2 separate regions of the Gossypium hirsutum genome follow, and region 1 is linked to region 2. The links are chromatin contacts, called in public Hi-C maps. All regions are on one chromosome and are shown on one strand. The core of a region is the stretch at or near the end of the contact, and the rest is flanking DNA. Distances in the headings are between cores, read along the strand shown.

Region 1 (3,625 bases), core at 362-2,861, 860 kb before region 2:
TATAAGTTCAGAATTACTAGCAACTTCATATAGTAGTCATAAGCAGTCATAAGTTATAATGTCATCAAATAAAACAAGGTAACAATCTGAGCCTAAGTTTTGACCACATAATGTTATATTTGCTATAATATTGGGCTGCTCAGTTTTTTATAACAGAGGTCCAGATCAACTACCCCATTCCCAGATCAAAACAGGTACCTTTTAAGATCTTAAGGTGAATGAACAATTAAAGCAAAAAAAAAAAAAAAAGATTCAAGGGCATCTAGATTGTGACATTTCAAGTCCTCACTCCTCAACCCAAATGTTAAAACTACGAACTAAAGTTTTATCAACATTCATGCATGCTTAGAAGTGCAGGTAAGCAGCAGCTCCCATACAGGTTAAAACCTTCGAATTTCTTAAACCTGACTAATCATAGACCAAATCAAAATTCAAGATAACAGAATATAAGAAAAGCAGCATAGGAGCATAAACATCATAGGTGTCAAAAACCTAATATTAACACATTTGTTATCAAAATGTAACACTAGTCAAGAGTATAAAAATTTTAATTTCCATTATCCGCATAGAGAAGGTAGGGCAAGTGAGCATTCCAATTTCAATCATTAAACAGAAGAAGCTACAATAGGCATAACAGACAATCCACATAGAAAATTCACCATATACCTTTCCGTAAATTGATATTTACTACTTAATTAGTTAAACAGCTATAAAAAAAGAAAAAAAAAAGAAAATTGGAACCTATAAAGAGAAAAAATGAAGCTTAATACCTATGACGACCGCCAACGTTGTCTCGAAATCTATCATCGTGCATATAAAACAACCCAGCAGTGGGCACAGCAAAGGGCTCATTCTCCTTCTTTTCCTCTCCATGTTCCTCTCCAATGTGATTATTATCAATGCCCAGTCCTTCATCCACATTTCCATTCTCCACAACCGCTTCCTTCACATCGTCTCCAGTTATCTTCACATTGCCTCGCACTTCTACTTTACCAACTTCATCTATCTCCTCTTCATCAATTTCTTCTTCCTCCTCCTCGTATTCATCATAAACTTCTTCGACTTCTTCTAAGTCCAATTCTTCTACGCCATCATCGTAATCTGCAGCACCGCCCTGACCGTCGGATTCATCGGAACGAATCACAGACCTTCGATCCATCCTCGCCTCAGCATTATTCTCTTCGTCCCTTTCTCCTTCGTCATCGTCACTGGCCGCCTCCCTCCTCCGCATTGCCAGAGAACGCTTCACCTCCTCTGGATCACTCTCGTATTCCACCTCCTCTACTCCCGTAGTAGCCATCACTTTATCGGAAAACAAATACCAAGTCGCTAAAACTTCCAAAAATATTCAAAAATAAAGAAGAAGCAATCTTTGCAACGAAGCAAAAAAAAAAACAATTCAAAGCCAATCGTCTAAAAAATAGAAGAGAATCAAAACCCTGGAGCCTTGAAATTGAAGGGAAAAATATTAGGGTTATTTATTTTCATGGGATAGGGCTAGCGGTATTTAGGAAGAAGAAAAACCCTAGATAGTTATATATTATTATTGTTGTTGTAAAATATGGGGATTTTTGCATAATAAAATTGAATGGAGCAAGGAGTTTGCTTTGAAATATGAAACTTTATTTTCTAATTTTTGGGTTAGGGAAAGATACTGGCAGGGACATTTTAGGAAATTAATTAAAAGTGAGTGGTAAGATTGGAGTCGGATTCTGATACGGACGTGAGGTGTTTGTTAAAAGGCAGATTGATGATTGGGAACCAATGGGGTTTTGCCACGTTTGCATATGAAATTGAGTTATCTACTCTGTTTCTAAGTTGGCAGCAAGTGTCAACCGAGCTACCACCGTATTTTGTTGTAATAATAATTTACCATGGTCATAGGTAGGGTGAAGTCAGAAAATTTTTTTAGGGAGGTCGGATGAAATTTTAATTTTTTATAGTTTATATTTTTATAATTTATAAATAATTAAATTAAATTTTTATAATTTTAGGGGGGTAAAGTGTAATTTTACCTTTATTAATTTAAATTTATTAAAAAATTTCAAGGGCATAAAATGTAATTTTCCCTTTTAGGGGGCCGGGGCCCATGCCAGCCCCCTGGCTACGCCCTTGGTCATAGGGTATTTGAGAATACAGATTTTGGCATTTTGGTAATGAGTTCAACCCAAACCACCAATGCTCCTTAATCTTAGTTAAATTCAAACCGAAAATTAAGCAAGTTTGGGATTTTTTAAATAAAATAAAAAAAAGTAAAGTACATCAAGAGTCACTCAATTTTGATCTCAATAATAAAACAGTCAACTCAACTTTCAAGAAATAACAAATCAGTAACTAATGTTATTGAAAAGTGACAAATCAGTCACCCATTAACATTTTCCGTTATAAGCCTAATGGGACAAGTGACATGGCCAGTTAACTAGCTGATATGGCCAACTAACTTGCTACATTGGATGAGGAGTCAAACAATTTAAGGTTTGGATGGGTTTAGAGGGAAAAAAAAAGAAAAGATGAATTAGGGATTAAGGAAAAGAAAGAAAATATCAATTGGGATTAAGAAGAAGAAAAGAAAATCGATTGGGATTAACATTTTAGGGTTTAGTGTTGGATGATTGAAACTTTTAGGATAAGGGTAAGATTGAATGATTTAAGGTTAAAGGATTAATATTTTGGGTTTCAAGTTTAGGGAGAAAGAAGACCACAAAAGATATCAATGGGTAGGGTTTAGGGCCACAACTGTTAATAGAAGAGAAGCAGACAATGTTTTAGCATCCACTATAACGGGTAAGTTTCTATATTTAGTTTATGATTTTTTAGATTTAGAGGGATTTGGGTTTAAGGTTTTCTAAATTTCTTTGTTGAAAAATGTTGCATTTGCATAGGGTTTATGCACTGTGTATGTTTATTGTTTGTATTAAAGTGTATGCCAGATTTTGATTTCTCTGGTTATTAAAGTGTATGGTAGGTTTGGATACTTTTAAAGTTATGTTCTACCATGTGCATATAGATAGCCTTAGGAAAGAGACAAATCAGTTCCTATTTGACAAATCACTTCAAAAGTTTAGGTTACATACAATTCAAAACTATGTATGTCATTAAATTATTTGAAAGTTTTTATTTAGGTTACATATAATTCAAATATGACAAATTAGTTCCTAGTTGTCAAGAATATTTTTTAAAGGCATAAATTGTAAAAAATACCCTTAACATTTAGGTGTTTTTGGTTTTGTGCCATTGATCTTTTTTTTTTATTGAGGCTTTCAACGTAACGATTTTTCCACAAATCAGTCCAATTTTAACAAGAAACGTTAGTTAACCTTCAATCAACCAGTCAATGAATTATCCTAAGTTGGAAGAATCAATGTTGACTACAACACCCCAAACCCGTCTCTGTTATCGGATTAGGGTTATGAAACATTATCGTACAACGAAAAACATTTACCTTCATAACATTAAATATCTTAAACATATCATAAAATCATTCATTCACATGCATTTTGTCCCTAAATCGAGCCTTCGATGCCCTAAAAATAGCTTAGAAGCAATTCAGGACTAATTTGAAATAAAACAGAAGTTTTAAGAAAAAGTTGTAAAAATTGGAAAACAGGAGCCACATGACCGTGTG
Region 2 (4,159 bases), core at 1,085-3,584:
ATTTTAGTTATTTATTTCTTATATATATAATTATTATTTTTTGTCAATAATGTTTTTATTTTTATACATTTTTTAAAATTCATTATTAAAATATTTATATATTTTTTAAATTTTTTTTAGAATCAGGATCAAATTGAAAATATTTATAAATTTTGTGGGTTAATTTTTTTAATTACCATATTAACTTACCGTTTGTGATTTTTACAGGAGTGACTAAAATAACCGAATTATATAACGTGAGTGTTTAAATTACGGCTATCCTTATAATTTATCCTATTACGTAATACATTCAACGCAAAAAGAAATTTTAATCCCACGAGATAGGTTAAAAAAAATTTCCATGTTCTCGTTTATATAGAAAAAAAGAACAATTAAATATTTGCAATCTTTGATTATGAAATTAAGAAACTACACCTCTATCAAATAATTATTTTTTAAATTATATAAAATAAAAAATGTGCTTGTACCAGAAAATTTAAAATTTTGACAGAATTTATCAATTCAAAATACTTGCAATTGTGATTGTATTATTTGGATAAAAATCTTTTTAGCCATTACATTTATAAAATTTAATAATTATTTTTAATTATTTTTAAAAATATTATTTTTATTTTGAAGTTGCAAAGTTATAAATATATAACCACAAATTTGAAAAAACAAAATAGTTTTATTATTCATTATATTATTAAATTGATATTATATAAATAATTATTTTTTTAAATAATAAAGTTTTTAGTTGAGTTTAAGTTGAATTCGTATAAGTAACATTAATTAATTATTAGAAATATTATCACACGCATATACATATAGAAATCATAAATATGTGTTTAAAAATAACATACAATAAATGATAAAACATATGGCTGAAACTAAATAATAATAACATATTAAATATGTAGAATATTAAAATTAAAAAAAGATTAAATTGTTTATCATTGTTCTGTCATCAACCTTGAGTCGGAGTCGAGTTAAATTGTGACATCAACTCAATCAAATATATTATTAATATACATACACACACAATTAACAGAAGTAATAAAGTGTGCATAATAAAATTAAAATATATAAAAATATTAAAATAAGACTTTATTTAGTGACAAATTAACGATTAAAGTACTCTCAAATTGTAAAATTTTTAACCGAATTGGTGACCCAATGGAGGATAACGTCAACTCAATTAGGAGTGTAAATAATTATATAAATTAATAATAAATAAATAATAATTTTTATTTTTTGCATTTTTCAAATAAATAATGTTACAAAAATTGAAAAGTAGTAAAATTGATGTGTGAACATCAAAGAATTGCTTTTTAAAATAAATTTCTTACATTTTAGGAAAACCCTAATATTACTCGGAAGTTAGGTCGACCCGCAATCATAATTTTATTTTTCCTCTCATCATCTCACCAAGTTTTCGTATTATTTTTTTAAAAATAAATCTTTATTGGAAACAAGTAAAATCAGTCTCATATCCAAAAATTCTTCATACTCAACATGGATATTGTGTACTAAATTTAAATTATAATTATTTGGTACAATTATTATTTATTCTCAACTGTCACATTTGTTAACTTGTTCATGTAATAATTCACGTGTCCATAAGTGTAAGAATTAAAAAGGGTAAAAAATTAAATGAAGACTAAAATGATTATTTTTTTGTAAAGTTAGAGAACTAAATAAGTCATTATATTTTTTTCTTATTTTGAAGATTTGTTATTCTTTACTAGAGTTTTTATCATCTTTTTTAGTTTCAACTTTGAAGTATAAATTTATGCCCACTATTTTTTATTTCAAAGTAAATGTGTATTTTTAAAATAAGAATCATGATAATCTAAATAATCTTAACTATCAAATCAAAATAAATATTCCTAAATTTTAGATTTTGATTTATATTATTTTATTTCAACAACACCAAATATAATTAAAATATTAAAATAAATATTTACTTTTAGATTTAAATTTTTTATAAAAAAATTGAAATAGAAAGCAAGATATTAAGCTTATAAACGTTAATAAATATTATTTGATATTTGTTTTTTTTACCGAAAAAAATTGATCGAGGAATTTAATGGGTACTTTACATTTTATATTTTGTAAACATAAAACCGCCGAAAAAAATTAAAAATAAATCACACGTTGCAAGTAAGCTACATTTTCTCACTACAATCAGACACGGACAGCAGAGTTTTGTCAGTAAAAACAATAAAAAGCCAAATACGACGCCGTTGTGCCTCTTTTTGATTTACTCATTTCTTTGTCAGAAGCGGGCCCCACTTGGTCCAAATTCTTTCTCCCACCCAATCATTCATAAGCAAAATTCCTTCGACTCTGTTTCAAAGTTCAAACCTCAAGCATTGAGGTTGAATTGAACCCCCCTCCCCAAAAAAAACCTCAAGCATAAAGAAAATAACAGGAAAGAAAAAAAAAATTCAAATCCTCGATTTTATCGAAACCTCACCGGAGATGGCTACACCACCATCTCCATCGCCGACGTCGCCGCCTTCCACTCCCAACACTACTTCTTCTCCTCCTTCTCCTTCCCTTACGCCGCCAGTTACTAATACTTCAACCCCTGTGTCGCCTCCGCCTCCGGGGGCTGATTCTCCGAATGCTACGCTACCTCCGCCGCCTTCGCCGAGCGGGGGCTTACCGCCTGGGACATTAGCGGGGCTTATCGTTGGGGCAGGGATGGGAGCGTTAATTGTGCTGATTGGAGTGGGCATTTTCGTAATTTTTTATAGGAGGAGAAAGAAGAAGCTTGCTGGAGCTCATCCTCAAGGAGGTCAGTCAGTCCATCTTTGTTTTATTTTTATGAAATAATTACTTGCACTTAATGTAGTTCATAACACTTCCTCCGGACTGTATATTTATCCTATATTTCTGAAGTACCATTAGTTGCAGTTGGCTTAGAAAATGTGACTTTAGTTTTTAATATTATTTGTTTTTATGGAATCTAGGTTTAATTTTGAAGTGTTTGTTTTGTTTGTATTGTATCGTACTATTGTTTTTTTAATGTTACTATTGTTAAATCATGTTAACTATATTTGTCTACATTTTGTCAACTTTGTATTATCTATTTATTTGTTTGTTTATCAGTGTTTAGAGTATAATAATGTTGTTTAAAAATAAAGAAAATAAGATTTTTGGTTCAATATAGATTATATTGAATCTTGAGTTCCTTCCCGTATTTTATAGTAAAATATCATTGGGATTTCCTTCAAACATTGGCTTTTGGTTTTCATTGGTTTATGTTGTATACATAAGAACATATGCTTATGACCTAGATCTGCGTTATTGATGCTTTAATGGTATATGGTAAGCCATAATTTTCTTTTGGAGTTCACTTGAATCAATTGACTGAGAAGACCTAAAGTATGCAGCTTGAACGAGTTACTTTTATTAAGGATTTAAAGTTGTCATGAATTTATAAGTTATCGTAGTCTTTTGTTAATTAGGATGCAAGAATCAGTTTTATTGCTCTTATCATAGTTGTCATTTGTAATTTTCCCATGCTAATTTGATTTTTTAAACCATTTACAAAAGAATGAGTTTGATCCATTTCAGCTTTCAAGCCATGATACATGCATGGCCATACATGCATACAAGAACATCCATGCATGCATGTCTAGTAAACAAACACATATGCATATCTGGGATAAGGAGGCGTCCACTGGTATCAACACTTTAGTAATTTTATCCCCAGTGCTGTAAAGATAAGCAGCAGTAATTTCGAAGTTTGTTTCTAGTTATGTTTGATTAGCAACAAATATTATATTGTGTACTTTCTAGTTGCTTTTATTTTGATTTGGTCAAGGCATTCTTCTGTTTCATACTTGTATTATATGTTTTAGTTGGACAGCGTTTGCTTTATGATTACAGTCTCATGTGGTAGAAAAGAAACCAATGGTTTTCAAAGTGAAAGGAATTGACACTAAATCTTGCATGTTGTTATACATCCAGTTGATCCTCAACATTGGCAGCAGAGTGCTCCTCAAATTGCTGTTCTGCCGAAACCTACTACTCCGCCAGGAATCACACCACATGTTTATAATTATGTTGACCCTCCTTCAACGAGTACTAGTTTGGGCTCAGAAAAGCCATCTAATCCATCACCTTCCTCAGGATTGGCCATGGGACAGTCATTGGGTGCATTTACTTA

Evidence for each region. Hi-C and Micro-C count contacts between places; a contact is called where the count stands out from the background.
Region 1: a Hi-C map of leaf shows a contact between it and region 2, with 2.9 times the contacts expected there. The contact joins the promoter of LOC107951897 here to the promoter of LOC107951921 in region 2.

What each region holds. Positions count from the first base shown.
Region 1 is chrA02:87,988,189-87,991,813 of Gossypium_hirsutum_v2.1, reverse strand. It overlaps LOC107951897 (protein MLN51 homolog), which reads right to left and starts at 1,611. Exons shown (of 11, transcript XR_005908974.1): 1 at 771-1,611.
Region 2 is chrA02:87,126,095-87,130,253 of Gossypium_hirsutum_v2.1, reverse strand. LOC107951921 (proline-rich receptor-like protein kinase PERK15) reads left to right here and starts at 2,334. Exons shown (of 8, transcript XM_016887105.2): 1 at 2,334-2,782; 2 at 3,961-4,159. The coding sequence starts at 2,464.